2 separate regions of the Mus musculus genome follow, and region 1 is linked to region 2. Evidence: chromatin contacts called from public Hi-C data. All regions are on one chromosome and are shown on one strand. The core of a region is the stretch at or near the end of the contact, and the rest is flanking DNA. Distances in the headings are between cores, read along the strand shown.

Region 1 (5,600 bases), core at 2,417-4,916, 68 kb after region 2:
ATGTTCATCCACTCGGAAAGCTTGCATTAGGCACAGAAGGCCTTGTCCCTTGTCTGGACCCTTGCAGTTTCCATTTTCTCAGGGCGAAACAAGCCAGCCTCTGCAGTAGCCTGTGTGTTCCTCCTGTTCTGTCCCCGCTCCAGACCCCATCTCCTTTATACACACCAGGAGCAACGTCCACATTTCATCCCAAGAGCCCAGCTGTATGTTTCTACCTTCTCACTGACTCTTCCTTCAGCATAGATGCTTCTGCCAGGTGCCACCACAGAGCACTCTCCTCCATCTTCAGGGATCTCCCAGCTCCATAAGACTAGCTCCATCCACTCTGTCTGAACTGCAGCCTGAACCTCCCCCTCCCCCCCCCCCCACTAAAAAACCTCTTATTACTTTATTATGCTCCGCTTTTCTCCCATGGTCTGGAAGACCACCTGACACAACATACTTTCATTAGTGACTACTTATCATCTGGCTCTTCCCACTGGAACATAAACTCCATGAGGGCAGGATTTGGGTCTATCATTCATTCATCTATCCCCTCTGGCAAGAGCAGTTCCCAGACTAAAGTAAGACTCTGTACATATTTGTCAAACAAATGAAATAGTTTGAAAATCTGTGGGCACAGTGCTCAAAGGTATATGGTGGGGAGCCAGAGAGGACAATTCTCACAAGGAGATTGAGAGACCCAGGAAATCATTGTCTCATATAGAAACCCTTGCTCTGGGGATAGAAGAGCTGCAGCTATAGCCCAATACTCATTCATAGGGGGCTGCAGCTGGGGCACTAAGTAACAATTGCTACAAAGTCAGAGGCCACAGAAGAACCTACATTGGCCGTGGACAAAGGAGGAATGTTCCAGCTGTGAGCACAGTGTGCAAGCAAGCCAGAGACCCAAAGGAGAGGCAATGGGGAGAGTTCTGGTTGGAGGCCAGCCAGGCTGGGGCCACAATGTTCTGTCTGTGCCTGCCACCCAAACCCAGACACAGGCTCCCTGAAGGCAGGGTTGAGCTGCTCATCCCTTGGTCCCCACTGCTCTGGAGACCACTTGGCGCCTGTTGTAGAGTGCTTGCCAGTGAGTGACTGTCATGCACATCACTGTAGGTACATAATGTACTTAGAGAAGCTTAGAGGATAGAAGGAGGAGCCCAGCCCTTACTGTGGAAGGCTCCAGGTCTGGGGACTCTAGTCTCGAAGTGGAAGAGGGAGGAGAAGAGGCCAACACTGTGAACTGATGGGACTCTTACTAGGGCCCCACTTCTGGTGAGCCTCACCCTAAATCCACTAGGGGCAAGGTTTGGGAGGTGACGCTACACAGCAGAGAGGTCTTGATGGCAAGTTGAATAGCTGGCTGTGATGCGGCTGGCCTGAGAAAGAAGGGTGGACAGGACAAGGCCTATGGCTGACTATAAGCTGGAGGAGAGAGGCACAGGGTGAGCTTGGGGGTTGGTCAACTCTGTTTACCTTTGAGCCTATGTCCAGAAATACTGCTGACCTCTGATAGCAGTAGCCATGTCCCCAGTAATTGCAAATGGTCTAGCCAGATTTGAATCATAGTCCAGGCTCTATATGGAGTTCACAGAAAACCTGCCCTACTGTGCAGAAAGCCAGGGTCATGAGACTTGGACACTACCCTTGCACATCCTTCTATGTGAAGCTCTATCGGCAGCCAGAGGCCTCAACAGTCTTGAGGTCTGGAGATCTGGAAGCTTTAGGGCTTGTCACCCTGCTGAGGTCAGGAAGACTTCAGGGCAATCATAAAGTAGGAACTAAGCTTGTTAGTGGAGCTTCCCAGGTGAGAAGCTGACAGGGGGGTCTGACTGATGTCTCCAGAGGGCATGGTTTGCATAACAGAGAACAAATATAGCTCTGGCTGCAGTGGTGAGATTGATAAAGTAACCTTTGGCAGCCAGGATGGAACAGGGCCTGAGGCCCAGTGCCCCTTACCCACTAACTGTATACCTCCTCACTCCTCCATCCCCGTCCTCAGCAATGAGTGCTCCCTGATGCTACAGCTGCAGGCCACTGGCATTGTTAGTATTCATAATGGGAGGGCCACTCAGAAGTCCTCCCTGAGAAACCTGTGGTCCCTACCCCCCTGAGGGGCACAGTAGCCACAGATATGTTTTATTCAAATAGTATACAGTAAAATATTATTACTTAGAGTCAAGATAATTGATAGGAGTGCAGCAATCTCCTTCAACCATAAACCTGGGCTGACCCAGATGAACCAGACCACATAATCATACTTCAAGGCCCCTCTGTGAACCCTGCTTCCCTCCCTGCCCTCTCCCACTGCATATCCCGTAGTTCTTACAAGAATGGCTGACTCTTCCATGGGCCTAGGAGTCTCAGGGGAGACAGCAAAGGGTGCTGAGGTAGCCTCTAGCCTGACATGGGGCAGGACCTAGGGAGGCTCTCAGAGGGTATTTGCTGGGTAGATGGGTACAGGGAAATGGGTAGTTGAGTATAATCAACAGACCTGGGCACTTGGCTATCCCTAGCCACAGGTCAGGGGAGCCTACACTGAACCCCTCCCCCATAACTTCACCCCAGCCCTGCCTAGACCGTATCTTTGTCACCCCATCACACACCAATCTCTCTCGAACTCTAGGGACATTCCATGATCTATTGGAAATGTTATCATATGCCCTCCACTTAAACTTGTCATGGGAGATTTAAGGCCCCAGACAAGTCTAATGACATCATTAATTTGCTTCTCCCCCAGCCCTGGCCCAGACCCAGGCCCCATCCTTGGCATGGGGCCAAAGCCCATCATCATGAGACTCTAAGAGAGTGCTAGGCAGTGGCTGGGAAGCCCAGGGGAAGCTGAATATCCAGTCCTACTTCTTCATGGTTTTGAAGTTTCACTCTTTCTTGTTCTTATAAATAGCTCAAGTCTCCCTGGGGAATCCTTATGCAGATGCACTTTGTGGGCAGGAAGCAGAGCAGGAAGGAGGGGTACCTGCTCATAGATCCCATGATCCACAGAAGAAAGAAGGGGATCAGGTCCTCTTCCTTCACTTCTGTCTGATAGTTCTAATGACCATCTGTCATCTCTGTAGGCCACCTGTCCCTGATAACCCATAGCATCACATGAAGGTGACAATGCAGGATGCCATTACACATATATTGTGTGTGTATGTGATGCATATATATATATGGCTATATTCACAGTGCCTTACTGTGCTAGCATCTTTCAAAGCTGGTCTCATTGAATCCATGTAAAAGTCATGTATGTCACCCTGTTACCAATGAAGAATGTGGGACTCAGAGAGACCACATAACCTAGAGTGCACCAGGCAATGAAAGGTACAACCCAAGCTGCACTGGCTGTGTGACTGCAGGACCTGTGCTCATCAACACTCTTCCTCAACTGCCAATCATCCTGCTCATCCATCCACTTGTTCAGTGACTTAACAAACACTAACATGTAGTAAAGCTTGGCCTCCTATCCTCTCCCAAACCCCATAAATGGAGAAGAGCCTTTGAGAGGCGTGTTTCTGGAAATAGTCCTTCTAGTCATAGCCTCTCTGTTCTCCACCCTGACTCAAAAATCTTTAGCATCTCCTGGAACTACATCAAGTCAAGTGTGACCTATTTCATCAGAGCTGCCAGTCATCCCTTCCAGTGTGGAGGAGGATAAGAACTCCATTCCCTCATTTGTCTATCTGCCAAGCAAGCAGTCTCTGGGTGCCAGCTCTGTACTGGCCTAGGCATGAGCAGGGCTGCTGTGCACATTGTACACATTGTGCACTACTCAGGCTGAGACAATCACATCACTTCCTTCTCCATCCCAGAGCAGTGGGTCCGGCTCCTCTGACAAAGGAGCTGTAAGATGCAGATACTCTTACTATCCATTTCTCTCACTTGTTCTTGGCAGAGCAGAGGCAGATGTCCTGCCCTCCTCACAAACCCTCAGGGTTCAGGCTGTTGACTCCCCCATCTTTCTCAGAAAGGATGTTGATAACTCCTCTGTGGCTGTAAAAAAAAAAAAAAAAAAAAAAAACATGTGCTTGGGTTAAAAAGCCATAAAAATTGGCTTTCCTAGGGGACTAAGATCTCTAGGAAGTTGGTGTCGTTGGGTACAACCTCCCCTCATGTTTCAGTCCAGACTAGTATTTTATGGTTTGTACTTAGTTAGGTGACAATGAGGAATGTCCTATGAACAGGAGCTTGAAGGATGCTATGCATGGGGAATGGAGAGGAAAGACAGTGTGATTTCATTCACTGCCTTACTTTCCCCAGCAGCTCCATGCACATGTTGAAGGAGATGGTGCTAGAATGGCTGGACCTACCTTCCAGGCCAGAGAGATGAAACAATAAAAACACAACAACCCAGAAGGGGCAGTGCAATCTTACATTCACATTTGACCCCTGATAGGCATCTTTTATGTAGCAGGCCCTGGGGACTTGGAATGACCCGACTTTGTCCTTAAACTCAAGGATCCCTCTGCCTAGTTTAAGAGCACATCCACAGAGCTGTTGCCAGGCCTCAGGCTGTGTGGAAAGTGACACAGTAGGGAGAGAAAAGGACCCAGAACTGTAAAGATGGACAATCTCTAGGCAGCTTATCCCACAAGCATCAGTCTGGAAGGATCTGTGATCCTGGGATAGTTTTCAAGAAGTTTCTGAAAATTTGAAGACAGATGGGCAGACAGTGGCTCAGACATGGGAAAAGGTGAAAGTTCTGCCCTGCTCATCTCTGTAGAGCAAAGCGCTGAATAAGGCCACAGTAGTGACCCTCATCTCCTTTAATCCCTCCCATCAGTCCTTCCTACAAATGAGAGTCAGGGCTCAGCAAAGTGGAGTGGCTTGGTCACTATACGCTGTATCAGAACTGAATCCAAAGCTCAAGTCACCTTCACCCCAAGCCCTATGGCCTTCTCGACATAGCTGTCATTCTCACCCTCTTGTTGAATTGGGTTCCTTGTCCACGTAGTGCTGGATTCAGGGCTGAAGGAAGGACATAAGGAACCCAGCATAGTCCCAACACCCTGGGTCCCAACCTCCAGAGAAATACCAGGCAGACCTGGGTGTAGCTCCACTATACACTGGCTGTGACCACAGGTCTCAAGCTCTTTCTCTCTCAGGCTTGCTTCACATGTACAACGGTAGCAGTGCTCATCTTTGAGGGTATGAGGGTTGATGATAAACAGGAAACAGAGAGCATGCTCTAGGGCTTCAGAAAGGTAAGTCGACAGTCCTACCTGGGGTTTATCTGACATGTGCCCTGCCACATCAAGACCTAAAGGACCTGTCTTACCATTGCAGCTACCCAACTTCATCAACACCACCCTCCCACCTCATGAGCAGGTGACAGCCCAGGAAATCGACAGCTACTTCCGGCAGGAGCTCATCTACAAGAGGAATGAGCGCATGGGAAAGAGGGTCATGGCGCTGCTGCAGGAAAACCAGGACAAGATCTGCTTCTTTGCCTTCGGAGCAGGTTTGGCTCTGACCTCTACTTGTCAAGGGAAAAGCTGAGGCCCAGAAGAGGGTATGAAAGCCACATAGTACCCAGTAGCAGAGCTAGAACCCTAGTGCTTCCCCAGCTTCTGAATCACGTGTTCTCTCATAGCATCTCCCTTGGCAAGGGAAGCACC
Region 2 (5,539 bases), core at 490-2,989:
CTAAGCAGGGCAGGCCAGGCCACACCGGCCTTGACTTCAGAAGTTCAAGTTGTTTAAAATTAGAACATGACACAGTTCCTGTATGTACCAGATGCCAGCAGTGCTTGGGGACAGCAGAGCACCTCGATGTTTTCTATAAAAGCATTTCCTTTTCCTCACTTCACGTTGGGAAAGAATTCAAGAGAGAAAGAACAAGGCGCTGGTGTTTTCTCAGGAATCTGACTCACCTCCTTCCCCCTCCAACAACAGCATCCCCTTTCCTGCCCCTGAGGTATGAAGGCAAGTCCAACCCCATTCCAGGCCTCCCCAGCATCTTCTCCCAACAGAGCGTCAGTTTCAGTGGTCCATCTCCAGAAGCTTTGTTATTGATTCCAGCCACATTTTGCAACACTCTGCAGGCTGCTGGTGTTTAAAAGCAGCACATTTCACATTTGCTTTTTTGAGCCCGTTTCTTGTTGTTTCCCACATATTTCCAGTGAATGAACAGATTAGTAAGTGCGCCTCTCTTTTTATTTTTTTTTTTCCTTAAAGGACAAAAGTTAAACATCCTGTTCTGACTGCAGAGGAACTTTTAAGGTTTCTGGAATCCATTAAAGCCCAAAATGTCACAGGAAAGTTATTCTGGAGCTTGCAAAAACACAATTTTACACTTCTGATGTCCATTGGACATGTTTGCCTGTCCTTGGAAGGCATCATCAGTTCTTTCTTCATTCCCTTTGTCCTCTCTCCTTCCTTCCAGAAACATGGAAGGAAGCCAGATGTGTAATGCTAAGTACTTTACAAACATTCTCTTATTTAATCATCAAACAACCCCTTTGTGAAGTTGAGATGCGCTGGCTAGCTTGACCTGGGTTGCCCAGCTACGAAGCTGTGCGGGAACTTTTCACCTACCTTTCCCATCTTTCACTCTGCCCCCTACCTTCCCCCTAGCAGCTCCTAGATTCACACAGCGAGGCTTTGTCAGCTTCCCCAATCTCTATAGAAAGGAGGGTGTAGATAGTGGAAGCACAGCCACTGGTGTGGTCTAGAGGAGAACTGGAGTTCTAGCCTTCCCTCTTGGATGAAGACTAAGTATCTCCATTTCTAAGTGGACATGCCAACTTCAAACCTTACAGACCTTACGGTTGAGATCGAGCACAGAGCATCTGGTTCCACAATCCTATAAACATCGCTGTCGTTACATATTGTACTTCTTGGCAGAAGACAGGCAGGTGGCTCTGAAGTTGGACAGTATGGCTAAATGTAGGGAAATCTCTCACCTCTGAGAAGAGCCAGATTAGCTATGATGGAGCTCTAGAATGAGGCTCTAGCTGGCTGCAGCTTTGCAGTCAAAACTGTGCCTTTGAAATCTGCTAATGGCCTGTTCCTGCCCCCGGGGCCTTCCAGCCTGCCTTCATTTGAACTCTTGTTAGAAAGTGACAGAATAACAGGTCTGGACGGCATGGAAGGAAGGGGAGGGGTCCGAGGGGGAGCACAACCAGTAAATTGCATCACACGCACAGCCAAGTTCTAAAGCATAAGAGGAACACAGCCAAAGGGCCTCCTCTGGAGCAGCCCTCACCCTCATTCCATCATGTGCCTGGGGCTTTTTCCAGGCCTCTTCTAGCTGGGGAAGGGCTTGGGAGGTCTGTGCTAGTGATAATGCAGTTGAAAGACAGGGGCACTGTCTGGCTGGGTCAGTTACTGGCTCAGAAGCATCACGAAAACATCCCTCTCAGAACATAAACCCTGTCTGGGAAGTAGAAAGGACAGGCTGCCTCTTGGCCTCACAGTACTGACCCCAGAGGAAGGGAGGATGCAGAGAAACAGGTCACACACAGTCAAATGATGTCTCTTGATCCTTCTCTGATCTCCCTAGAAAAGACTCTCTTGGGAATTTGCATGGGAATGCTTTCTCTTTGCTCTTGGCAATCTTAGGCAGCCCTGAACTTCAGATGCCTTGCCTAATTCTGAGTCCCTAGAGCTTTCCCTGTGACTCTTAAGGAAGAGTAGTAGTACCTCAGAATCTCATGTTGAGCTCAGGACACAGTCCCATTTGTGCCTACAGGCCTCAGCTTTTCTGCTTGCACTCAGGGCAGAGTGCAGGTCCATATAAATGAATTCTTTGACCTTTGTGATGAATGACAGTTGTCCCCATGTTCATTCAGTGTTTCATGTTTAACATAGTCTTCATATATGCCTTTGCAGAGCAATACCCAAAGCCCAGAGGATGAAGAAATCCGCTGTTTCTATAGCTGTAACTAAGAGATGAATCCAGGCCCAACTAAATCCAAATCACTGTGTGTATACCAATATCTCATCCCTGATTGTATTTGTTTCAGGGCAGTTCTCTGGACTGAATTATCACCACTATTCATAGTAAGTATCAAGCATACTAGACAGGAAGACCATTAGAAACCAATGTATGGGTGTAAACAGCTGTAAGTCCAGCACTGAGTCAAGGAGACTTAGAGTTTCAGGCTAGCCTGGGCTACATCGAAAGACAAAGGAGGAAGAGAAAGAGCAAGAGGGAGAATACTTACTCAGTGGATGCAAACTCTTACTTTCCAAATGAGAACATCATGCTTAGAAAAAGGACAGAAACCAGAGGTACACAGCCACTCAGTTGTAAGTTTCATAGCCTTGTTTCCTTGACCTTTGGGAGTAATTACCACCCATGCTGTGAAGTTGTATTCTTTTGTATTACATGAACTATCAAACGTGGAACAAAATTCTAGGTATTGAGTCTTCAGTGAAACTTTGTCCAGAGTGTTAGCTGGCCAGGTAACGCAAAAGTACAGCATCAGGCAGGCCAGGTGCATGGTAAGTCAGCTTGTGGAGAAAGAAAAGTCCAGAAAAGCAGGGTTTGCTGGACTGGTAGTCCATCAGCAAGGACACTAAGCCTCATCTCCCACTACTGCCTTGCTATTCTCATCTTCGGGTCAAGGGTGTGACTGCCCACAGAGGAAGCCTGAACCCAACTGTAATTCTGAGGGCAGACATGAGTGTTGGCACAGGGAGAGTGCTCCTGAAGGCTGGAAACAGATTGCCAGACCTTGTGTCTAGTTCTGGGGGTAACTCAGTGACTTCATCTCTTCCAGTACTCAGGTCTTCCTGCAGACCACACCTGGCTCTTTGCAAGATTCTCCAACCCCAGTCTTAGAGCACCAGAAGCCAAGGATCCAGCTTTAGTGGTCTGCCCAGGGCAGAAAGCAGCAAGGACATAGCACACCCAAGGCAAAAGTCCAGAGTGGCTAGCAAGTATGGAGGGAGAAACTTAAGTCCTATTGGGGTATCCACACCTCACTAATTACCCAGCTTATGGGGATGAGAGAAGACATGAGCTCCATATGAATATACAAGCACATCCCTCTTACAGTCTCATGCCCTGCTCAGGCAAAGGTCACTTGGGACTAGTCCATAACACCCTCTGGATTTGGCAGACCCAGGGTTCTGGGACCACAACAGCAAGCTGGGAAGGAAGGTCTTTCTAGAACTCTAGCTCCGATTGCTTTGTCACTCAAGGCACAGCCCTTTTTAGTACTTCAGTTTTCTTATTTGTGACATAGACACAAATGCCCACTTTCCAGGATCACCATAAGAAGCAATGGAATGAAGTGTCGCTCCTAGCTTAGAGCAAGAATCTTGCTGACCATGCCTGCCAATAGCTCCATAATGCCAGCCTAGGTGCCCACCTTGACCTCCTGGAGACTTTGTGGAGGGCTGTTTTGATATGAAATGGCAACCCCGTTCATTAGGTGAAGGTCAGAAGCAAACCTAAGAATCAGTTCGCCCCTTCCTTTAGTGAGGGTTCTGGATAGGAAGCCTAAGTCGTCAGGCTTGGAGGTGGGGTTCCCACCTCTGAGACATCTCGCTGGCCTCGGCCTCCATTCTGAGGAAGGACTTCCGACTCTTTCCATTGCTGTAGTTTCCATATGGATGGCCCCTTTTGTGACCATGGCAGGATCAGAAGAAAAATATGAAAGTGCTTGATTGTGCAGTGAAGCCTGGGCCTTTCTGTCTCATACTGTTATTCAAAGTCTGTTCTGGTCCATGTCCTAGACTGTCATGAGACATACACACAAGATGCAGTGCCAGCCCTCAGCAGCTCACACCTCATGTCCACCACAACACAAAGAGTTGTCACTGTGATCTAGGGTCCAGGAAGGAGGACTGCAGAGCCCAGACAGCAACACTGGAATCTGGGGCTGTGTGAAGAACAGGAACTTGCTGTGGTGGAGTGGGGTCAATAGGTGTTCCCGCATATGCTGCTGTCTGCTCACATGGCAGGAGGTGTGGAATGCCCCAGCGTTTAATACTGCGACGTGCAGTGTGACTGTATTCAAGGTGTCTCAGTGCATGGCCCTTAAAACTTGATGGGGAAAGGCAGAGCCAAAAATTCCAGAGGACCCTGAGTTCATCCTTCAGACACAAAACTCCTGTGCATGGATGGGGGCTCTGTTCCAGAATGACCAAAGGGATGGACAGGTGTGACTGGTCATAAAAAGGAAGGAGACCCAGAGTTGGGGGCAATGACTCCTGGTCATGATGAGGCCATGGGGATTGGATAGGAGAAAATAACCCCACAGAGGCTTCTTGGGGTGAGTAGAAGTAAGTCCTGACCCTCCTGGCAATCCAGCCAAAGGGCACAGGAGAGAAGGGAGAACCTCAGCTTCCAATTTATACCAGCTTTACTCAGCTCCAGACTGCAGTGAGTGATGTCAACACCCAAGTGGATGGGGCAAGGAGAGGAGAGGGTGGCCCTGGATGTCAGTGACTCCTACCAGTAAGCACTGGGTGTCAGTCCCATGTAAGTGCACTCACACGGCAGCTCACAACTGTCTGTCACTCTAGTTCCAGGGAATCCATCACTTTCTTCTGTCCTCCGTAGGCACTAGGCATGCACATGGCACACAGACAAGCATGTATGTAAAACACTTATACTCAAAAAGTAAAATTAAAACTTAAAAATCACAATTTAAACACGTGCAGGCTTCTGTATTGCTGCAATTCTTTTGGGTGAACATTAAGCAATGTGATTGATAGGCTACATGGCATTTCTTTTTTTTTTTTTTTTGGATTATGAGTAGCATTGGATTTTTGTCAAGTGCTTTTCTGCATCTATCTTATTATGTATTTTTCCTTTTGTGCCGTTGATGAGATGATTTACAATAATTGTTTTAACAAATTGTCTCCACTTGTAACAATCAAGTTGCTAATGTTTTGCTGAGGATTTTTGTGCCGTGTTCATATGTGATATTAGCTTTGTAATGTTTTGGTCTTATCTATTAGATAGATGACCTCAAAGAGTAAGTTGGAAAAATTTCCTCGAGTTCTGTGTTCTGAAAGAGATTGGCGAAACGGTGTAACGTATTCCTTGAATGTTTGGTAGAATTCACTGGAAAACCTGGTGAGTTAGCCTGATGCTTTGTCTATAGGAAAGTTATTAGTTATTTATCTAATTTTTGATGGAGATATGCCTATTTAAATTGTCTCTTTCTTCTAGTTTGAATTTCAGCAGACTGTCTTTTTAAGAAACTGGGCCATTTCCTCTAGGTTA

What was found. A called contact is a pair of places that touch in the nucleus more often than the background predicts.
Region 1: a contact with region 2 is called in a Hi-C map of uterus. The contact joins two enhancer-like sites. A contact is called at or near these places in 1 of 15 datasets of contacts at CTCF or cohesin (the NIH/3T3 cell line) and 3 of 484 Hi-C or Micro-C datasets (the HPC-7 cell line, nephron progenitors and uterus).

The regions. Positions count from the first base shown.
Region 1 is chr4:114,581,190-114,586,789 of GRCm38.p6, forward strand. Trabd2b (TraB domain containing 2B) reads left to right here. Exons shown (of 7, transcript NM_001085549.1): 4 at 5,269-5,443. It overlaps Gm33655 (a long non-coding RNA gene), which reads right to left. Exons shown (of 4, transcript XR_003955095.1): 3 at 3,865-3,975. Among named protein-coding and RNA genes, the nearest start is that of Gm12829, 96 kb to the right of the region's middle. Within about 2 kb of position 3,667, at least 22 of the 459 cell types and tissues checked have an H3K27ac peak or open chromatin away from gene starts, as enhancers often do. A contact at or near this core is called in uterus, where this site is marked.
Region 2 is chr4:114,515,377-114,520,915 of GRCm38.p6, forward strand. The region is part of intron 2 of Trabd2b (TraB domain containing 2B); the gene reads left to right. Among named protein-coding and RNA genes, the nearest start is that of Gm33710, 93 kb to the left of the region's middle. Within about 2 kb of position 1,740, at least 27 of the 459 cell types and tissues checked have an H3K27ac peak or open chromatin away from gene starts, as enhancers often do. A contact at or near this core is called in uterus, where this site is marked.